Linked DNA regions of Mus musculus: region 1 is linked to region 2. The links are chromatin contacts, called in public HiChIP or PLAC-seq maps. All regions are on one chromosome and are shown on one strand. Each heading gives the region's core, a stretch centred on a gene start, on an enhancer-like site or on the middle of the called end of the contact. The rest is flanking DNA. Distances are from core to core; before and after follow the strand shown. Region 1 holds the start of Ap2b1 (adaptor-related protein complex 2, beta 1 subunit). Region 2 overlaps Rffl (ring finger and FYVE like domain containing protein).

Evidence for each region. HiChIP or PLAC-seq counts read pairs in DNA pulled down with a chosen protein or histone mark.
Region 1: a contact with region 2 is called in an H3K4me3 HiChIP or PLAC-seq map of stem cell-derived neural progenitor cells, with 12 read pairs. The contact joins the promoter of Ap2b1 here to the enhancer-like site in region 2. A contact is called at or near these places in 12 of 39 promoter capture datasets (the 3T3-L1 cell line, 3T3-L1-derived adipocytes, the HPC-7 cell line and 7 more), 1 of 484 Hi-C or Micro-C datasets (CD4 T cells), 4 of 115 datasets of contacts at active chromatin or transcription factors (bone marrow-derived macrophages, embryonic stem cells, epiblast stem cells and 1 more) and 2 of 9 other capture datasets (adipose tissue and liver).

Annotation. Positions count from the first base shown.
Region 1 is chr11:83,301,223-83,305,204 of GRCm38.p6, reverse strand. Ap2b1 (adaptor-related protein complex 2, beta 1 subunit) reads right to left here and starts at 2,508. Exons shown (of 22, transcript NM_001035854.2): 1 at 2,368-2,508.
Region 2 is chr11:82,854,289-82,858,185 of GRCm38.p6, reverse strand. All of the region lies in intron 1 of Rffl (ring finger and FYVE like domain containing protein), which reads left to right. Among named protein-coding and RNA genes, the nearest start is that of Rffl, 15 kb to the left of the region's middle. Within about 2 kb of position 1,960, at least 56 of the 459 cell types and tissues checked have an H3K27ac peak or open chromatin away from gene starts, as enhancers often do. A contact at or near this core is called in liver, neural stem cells, stem cell-derived neural progenitor cells and 1 more, where this site is marked.

The DNA of each region.
Region 1 (3,982 bases), core at 1,259-3,758, 450 kb before region 2:
CCAAGCCCCCCACACTTGCCGGATAGACACTGATGCCTATAGTAGAAGACACACACACATAAGACACACACACACAAGCCACAAGAGAACGGGAAAAACACAATTTCAACTTGCCTAGTGCTTCAAAACTCAATCTTACTGGGGCAAATTTTTGTTTTTCAGGAAATCCCTAGAAATAAACAAGCCACAATGGAATTTGAACGTACACAATCTTATACGACATGAAACCTGAAAGGTCACTGACTGACTTATCGTGTGGCCTGGGGACATTGTTAAAGGACAGAGCAGCCACAGGGCAAGGCAAGGATCCTTGGACTTGTCCTAGTCCACAGCATTGCTCCACTGCCTTTCCCAGGCCTCCCTGTACAAGGTTATATATCTAGATTAACATAACCTAGTTTCTGATAAATATAGGTTGTCGAAGTCCTTTCTCTCCTTCCAGCCTTCCCTTCCTCCAATTCCCCAAAAGAGCAGCTCAGCAGTGAAACAAGATTAATAGGCTGGGTAGAATACAGTCAGAAAAAAAAAATTATAAGGTCTTAATTTCAAATGGTTCTCTGGAAAATGGCAGCCAGCGTTAGCACTAGCAAGACCACTGTGCCCTCCTTTGCACATGAAGTCAATACTAGCCAGAGTTCAGTAAATTCTAAAGCAGAAAGTCATTCCAGTCACCTCTGCTTACAAGGATGAGTGGTATAAAGACCATTGCTGGCCAGATGTTCATAACATAAGGACAGCAGCAGCCTCAGATTAATTTAGCTTGTCAGAAATAAAACGTTAAAAGCTAAATCCACCTCTGGCTTCTATTTAAATAACTACAAGTTAATTTATTAATATAGGATTATACGGAAAGAAAGAAGCCCAACAGTCTTACACCCAACTGTTATGAAATGCCAGGACATTTTGGAAAACTTAAGCCCAGGAGGAAAGAAGAAAAATGGGGATGCTATCCTCCTTCTGAATGCCCCTTGTCTAACATGGTTCAAATGTGTGCCTTGAGACGAAAGCAAAATCTTTTCCAGAAGAAAAGGATGCGAGGGACCTCTCTGATCTTAATTCATCAGGATATTTACTCTGTTTTAATTTACCACACAACTTGACTGAGCTGTTTGCAGCGCACACTCCCCTCTCTTTCTCAGGGAGTCTACCCTGCAAGGCACCTACTCAGTTCTCAGTTTACATGCCCGCCCGCCTCACTTAGTCATCACTGGAATGTGTTACCGATGGCTGCACCTACTTCACCTGCCGCTTTCTATTATTACCTTGTAAGTGCACCCTAAGGCTAAGCAGTGAACTGCACAGGAGAGCAGTTAATAATTTAAATTGTTCCTCTCTAAGAGACCACCTTCCTTCTTAGTCACTAGCCTTACTGAGCTTACAGTGTGTTCTTTGTCTTTTAAACCACAAAGGTTGCAAAAAAAAAAAAAAAGTTTGGCCACTAAAATAAAAGAAAAAAAAATCTCCCTTCTAAAAGTAAAAAAATTCAGCGAAGCATCCATGACACATTCACACTGCTTCATAACTAAATTGCTTGAGTTTAATAAGAGCCTTCTCCTAAAAAGAGGGCTGCTCAAAAAGCTAATACATCCTGTGAATTCAAAGAATAAAGAAATAGCAGGAAATTCCAGGGTTTTGTTTTGTTTTTTTTTTTTCACTTCTAGTAGAATTTACAGCCTTGCCCAAACTAGACTGCTCCTGATAACCCCAGGGAATATAGGGAGGGGGGAAAAAAAAAAGAAAAACAAAATTCCATGCTAAGATTTATTTTCCCCTCTTACACAGAGGGTGGGGGTGGCCTCAATTATGCAGGTTTCTCCTTCCTTCCTCGAAGTACAGTTAGTCCCCATTCTCTTTATCCACTTCCCCAGGTCAAGAAATCTGTCCAATTTTCACTAGGTAAGGAGAGATGCCTCTTAACCCCAAATACGTGCGACAAGAGAGGTTTCAGTGACCAAACGGTCGCGGGAATCCCTTCTCCCTAGTCGTGGAGACACGTCGGAGCTTCTTTCTCAATGAACAGATGTCAAACGGGAGAGCTGGGTGGTTCTCCCTCGGCCTCCAGCGGCCACACCCCTGGCCTGAGCCTTCCCCAAGCCGGTCTTCGGAACCTTGCTTCGCTCCGAAGCCCCCAACTCCCGCTGCTACACCGGAGCGCAGCCCCAGGCCACCACGGTCACTACGATGGAGGCACTTTCTCCCAGCTTTTCCCTCACAACGGTCACACCCGAGGACTCCTTCCACCCTCAACCGTCACGCTCCTCGGCTCTCCTTTCCTCCTGAGCCTATGACCCGGCTTGGGGCTCCCCTCCCTCACAAGCACCGCGAGTCAGTCAGGGCACACCCCAAAGCCAGCCGCCTTGAACTCACCGGAGGCAAGGGCGGGGTGGCGGCGGCGGCGGCGGCAGTCGGAGAGCACAGCCGGGGTGGTGGTGTAATGGTTTCCTGCCCGTCACGATTCTCTCTAGATCTAAGCCACTGCGCAAAACCCAATTTGCCAGGGACAAAGATGGTGAGCCGGAAGCTTTGGCGTAAGAGAATCTCGCCGCCTGACGTCATCTGGGTGCGCGGGAGAACCAAACGGCCAGGTCGTGTCTGTCGCCTCAGCAACGGAAAGGTTTCCCTGTCTCAGGGATAGGGCAGTTGCCTATACACTCAGGAGACCCGCAGTTGCTTTCCCACCGGATATCTTCAATAAGTGGGTATTTTCGGGATTTATTCCCGTGAACAAGATTTTTGTGAAACCTGTGTGAGATATCCTATTTGCTCAAACACAAACCTCAGCTAATTTGCTTGTAAGGTTAAGAAGCCCATAGAGGTGATAGAAACCAGGACTACAGACGGACGGATGAACTAGGAGACGGCGACTCAAAGATGGCTAAGAAGCATTCAGATCTGAGTTTGAATCCCTACATTGAACAAGACTGGAGAAACTTATTAGCGCCCCCTTCCTGCCCCGCCCTTAGGCTTGAGTGGTATAAGGTACCTAAAACAGGTTGTGGATACAGGTTTCATTAGGAAACTATAAACTGGTACAGGCGTTTAGTTACCATGTCCAGCTTCAAAAGAAAAGAAAGACCAACGTCGGGCTGTGTAACTCAGACAAGCCTAAAACTAAGCCCTCTTGCTTCTTTCTGCCTCTAGAGCACTTTGAACTTCTCTATCTATATACCTAGACTCCAAGGCTTAGTGGTGCTTCTAACCAGGCACCCCTCACTCTACTATTGAACAATCTTTTTTTTTTCATTTTGTTTTTTAATGTGCATTGGTGTTTTGCCTGCATGTATGTATGTGAGAGAGTGTTCCCCTGGAACTGGAATTTCAGACAGCTGTGAGCTGCTATGCGGGAGCTGGTAACAAAATCCAGGTCCTTTGAAAGAGCAGCTAGTGATCTTAACCACTGAACCATCTCTCCAGCCGCCAGATTTGAAACTTAAAAAACTCATGGTAGGACTGGAGAGATGACTCAGTGTTTAAGAGCACTGGCTGCTCTTCCAGAGGTCTTGAGTTCAATTCCCAGGCAATCCCATGATGGGTCACAACCATCTGTAATGGGATCTGATGCCCTCTTCTGGTGTCTGAAGGCAGCTACAGTGTACTTGTGTACATTAAAAAAAAAAAATAAATCTTTATATATTAAAAACAAAAAACTCAAGGCAACTGGGTGTGGTGGCACAAGCCTTTAACCTCAGCAATCAAGAGGCAGAGGTAAGTTGATCTTTGTGAGTTCAAGGCCAGCCTGGTCTACAATGTGAATTCCTGGACAGCCCGGGCTACACAGAAAACTGTCTTTGAAAAACAAAACAGATGACTTAACCCAATTACATTTATTTACTGAGCATCTATTAAATAATTTCCTATGTAACTTACATTTAATATATACTTAAGATCTCCAAACCTGATGGTCAGGCTTAGCCTTTAATGCCTTCTAATAGAAAGGTTAATCATGTGCCTTCTATTAGACTACACATTTGAGACTGGGGTT
Region 2 (3,897 bases), core at 711-3,210:
GTTGTCTACCACCTGGGGACTCCTAGGTCAGAACCATGACTGTAATACAGTGCGATGACATTGCCTCCGATGTATTTAAGAATAAGTTGCAGAGCTGCAGCAGGAGGCATATTCAGCTCCTGTGGCTAAATAGCACCAACTTCGAGGCCCTCACGGAACTCACCTCTGACAAAGATACTGAAAGAGAACAGGCCGGGCGGTGGTGGCGCATGCCTTTAATCCCAGCACTCGGAAGGCAGCCTGATCTACAAAGTGAGTTCCAGGATAGCCAGAGCTACATAGAGGAGAAACCCTGTCTCGAAAAACCACACAAAAAAAAAAAAAAAAAAAGAGAGAGAGAGAGAGAGAGAGAGAGAGAACAGAAAATGAAATTTTGGGATGTGTACTTTGAGGCGCTTCGCCTGTGCTTGCTTTCCAGCCCAGAGTAAGAAGCGTGAAGAAGCGTTAGTCATTTGCACGGCTGTAATGTCGAAATTGGTGTCTGTTTGGGGCAGGGTAGAATTCTTTTCATGTGTGCCTTTCATTCTGGTTTGATTGTTTAGTCGCTTGAAATTCCAAACTTGAAAGATTGTTGGAGCATTCTTTGGGTAGTTAAACAACAACGAAGCTGTTTGGATGTTTGCAGGGAACACAGCTTCCTGTGTCTGGACTCTGCACCGGAGATGGTTTCAATTGTTCAGAAGCAAAGCTGATTACAAAATGCATTGTCTAGGCTCGACACAGCTGTCCAGACTTCTGGCCTTGCTATGGCCTTTGTACAAACGTTGTTCAACACTTTTGGAGAGAGTTTGTGATTCTTTTGTTTGTTTGTTTGTTTGTTTGCTTGCTTGCTTGCTCGGTTTTTCCAGACAAGGTTTCTCTGCGTAGCCCTGGCTGTCTTGGAACTCACCCTCTAGCCCAAGCTGGCCTTGAACTCAGAGATCTGCCTGCCTCTGCCTCCTGAGTGCTGGAGTTAATGGTGCGCGTCACCACCGCTCATATTGAGTTTGTTTCTAAGAATGCGCATGGTTCTTGCCTGAATAGATGAGGAAGCTAGAAGGGGAGAAAGGCATGACTGGAGCCCAGGTAATTCACAGCAAGTGGTTTCCTCACAGCGTCTCCAGAACACATCCTCCCCAGCCAACTAAGGATCCGCTCTTGACCTTGGTTTGAGCCTTTCTTTCCTGTTAATGACTGGTTGGTAGGATAGCCTACTGCTGTCAGGCTGTGAGCTGTCTTACAGTGGGGCTTGGCTAGTGTGACTTAAATTAGGAGAGATGGGGTGCCCATGAGTAAGAGTACAGATGGCTTTGAAATTGGCTCTGCCAGCCCTGTGAAGTCTGGGATTGTGACTTTGAATTGTGACTTTGAACATTTCCTTTGTGACGGATGTAGTAAGTCTGTCTCTACAAACAGCCTCCTTCCTGTTGGACTCTTAGGCTGGCCACAGGAGCTTGGGGAGCTGGGTGTGTTCAGTGGGATTGATTTTTCTCATCTCGTTGCGTATGGTGATCTTTTTCTGAATGAAACTGTATTCATTCTAAAGCAGTTGTTAGGAGAAGGTTTATTCCAACCTAAAAATACAAGAGAACTTTGGGTAAGACTGATCAAAACAGAAAAACCAACCAACCAAAAAAACAAAACAAAGCCAAAACAAACAAACAAACCAAAAACCCCAAACCGGTGTTTCTCTTGCTGTGTGGGACATGTCTCTTTGTGCTGTCTTTTCCTTGAATGAAAAGCGCCAACACAGTGGACCAAATAGGCGTTTGGAGGTAGAGCGCTTTACTTCCCTGGTACATGCCAGGCACTGGGCTCCTTCCTGCACCACAGAAACTAAACAGAACAAAACTGAACCACTCAGTGTGTGCCAGGAATTTTACCATATTAACCCATTCAGTCTCCCACCCCCACCCCTAGCCCAGCCAACCAGCAAGATGGCAGGTGCTGGTATTGCCTGTGTTCCACAGATGTGAAAACACACAAAAAAACTGGCCTGAGGCCACCAGCATTGAAACGGAACCAGCTGAGTGTAGCGGCCGAGTCCCCAGCGCCAGGCCGCCGTCACCACACACCCTTTCAGCTCATCGAAAGCGCACACTTTTCAGATGGGTCTTTATAGACAGATTCCATTCATAGAATGTGGGCCTAAAACTTCTTTAAACGTGGGCCTCCTCCTGTGGAATGCTACTTTAAAATGATGTATTTGTTCTCTATCTTCCCAGTTTGCTTTTGTTAGTACTAAAGAATTGTTTTATCATTTATTCTTAATCCAAAAAATTTAAATGTATAAACCAGGCACCCTTAAAAGCATACTTGGCTCACTATCTAAAGCTTTGGTTTCGGGGAGATTGCATCGATGGGGACTTTCTGGTCATTTTTCTTTTCTTGTTCTGAATACATCGTCCTGTTCATGAGTAGCCTTCCTCACAAGTCCTTACATGAGCCATGCAGTCCGCACGCTGGGAGTGATGTTGCTGAGAGAGAAGCCATGCTGGTCTGCCCTGCTGAGACATACTGTTCACATAGAAAGTAGAACATGGCCCAAAGGGAGAGTGTCCCAGGACATAGAAATGCCAGCTTTATCTTTTATCTCCACAGCCACAGCCACCCACAGTCAAGTACTCATAGTGTGCCCAGCCAGTCTCACAGAAGAAGTGAACCTGTTTGCAGCAACTGATTGCCCTGCCCTACGGCTCTAGGTAGCTGGTCTGCTAACCACACCCAGTACAGTGGGCTTGTCTGACTGCTCTGGTCCACACAAGGTTTTCAGGGCGGGCAATCTGCCTGTTGAGCTGAAACGGCATGGGGAATTCACACTCTGTGGGTACTTCTGCCATTGTTCTTAGCTATAGGGCGAAGCAGAAGACTGCCTGGGAGGGAGAGCACACAGGTCAGGTCTGAGTGTATCTCATCTGAGCCGGCTGTCATTCCTTGCCTCACATCTTTTTTTTTTCCCTACCTTGCATAACATTGCCTGCAAAATAGTCTGAAATAAGCTGTGCTAGACAGAAACTTTTTTTAAAAAGATTTATTTATTTTGTGTATGTGAGCACATTGTAGCTGTACAGATAGTTGTGAGCCTTCATGTGGTTGTTGGGAATTGAATTTTAGGACCTCTGCTCTCTCCAGTTGGCCCCACTCGCTTCACTTGCTCAGTCCCTGCTCACTTCGGCCCAAAGATTTATTTATTATTATACATAAATACACTGTAGCTGTCTTCTGACACACCAGAAGAGAGTGTCAGATCTCATTACGGGTGGTTGTGAGCCACCATGGGGTTGCTGGGATTTGAATTTGGGACCTTCGGGAAAAGCAAGTCAGTGCTCTTCCCCACTGAGCCATCTCTCCAGCCCCCGAGACAGAAAGGTTTTACCATTCCTAGTTCTCCATAGTCAGTGGACAGTTCAGTAATTGTACTTAATTTTTATTTATTATTTTTGTTTTTTGGGGGAGTTGTTTTGTTTTGTTTTGATGCAGGGTTTCTCTAGTGTAGCCTGGCTGTCCTAGAACTGCCTCAACTCGCAGAGCTCTTCCTGCCTCAGCCTCCTGAGTGCTGAGATTAAAGGTATGCGTTACTACACCCAGCCTTTACTGATTATTTTTTTTTAACTTTTATTCTTTTAAAAAGGGATATTTATTTATTTAATCTTGTCTCTATGAATGCTTTGCTTGTGCACACATTTGTATGTGTCCCCAGAAGTCAGGAGTGTCAGGTCCCCTGGAGCACTGGATCTGGTTGTGAGGTGCCCTGTAGTGCTGGGAATCTAGCCCAGCCCCTTGGAGGGCAGTGTGTGCTCTTAAACACATTCTTACTTTGAGATAATTACAGCTTCACAAAACATTGCAAAACCAGCATCCGTGAACTGGCTCAGGGGGTAAAGACTCCAGTTGCCAAGCCTGATGACCCAGGTTCTT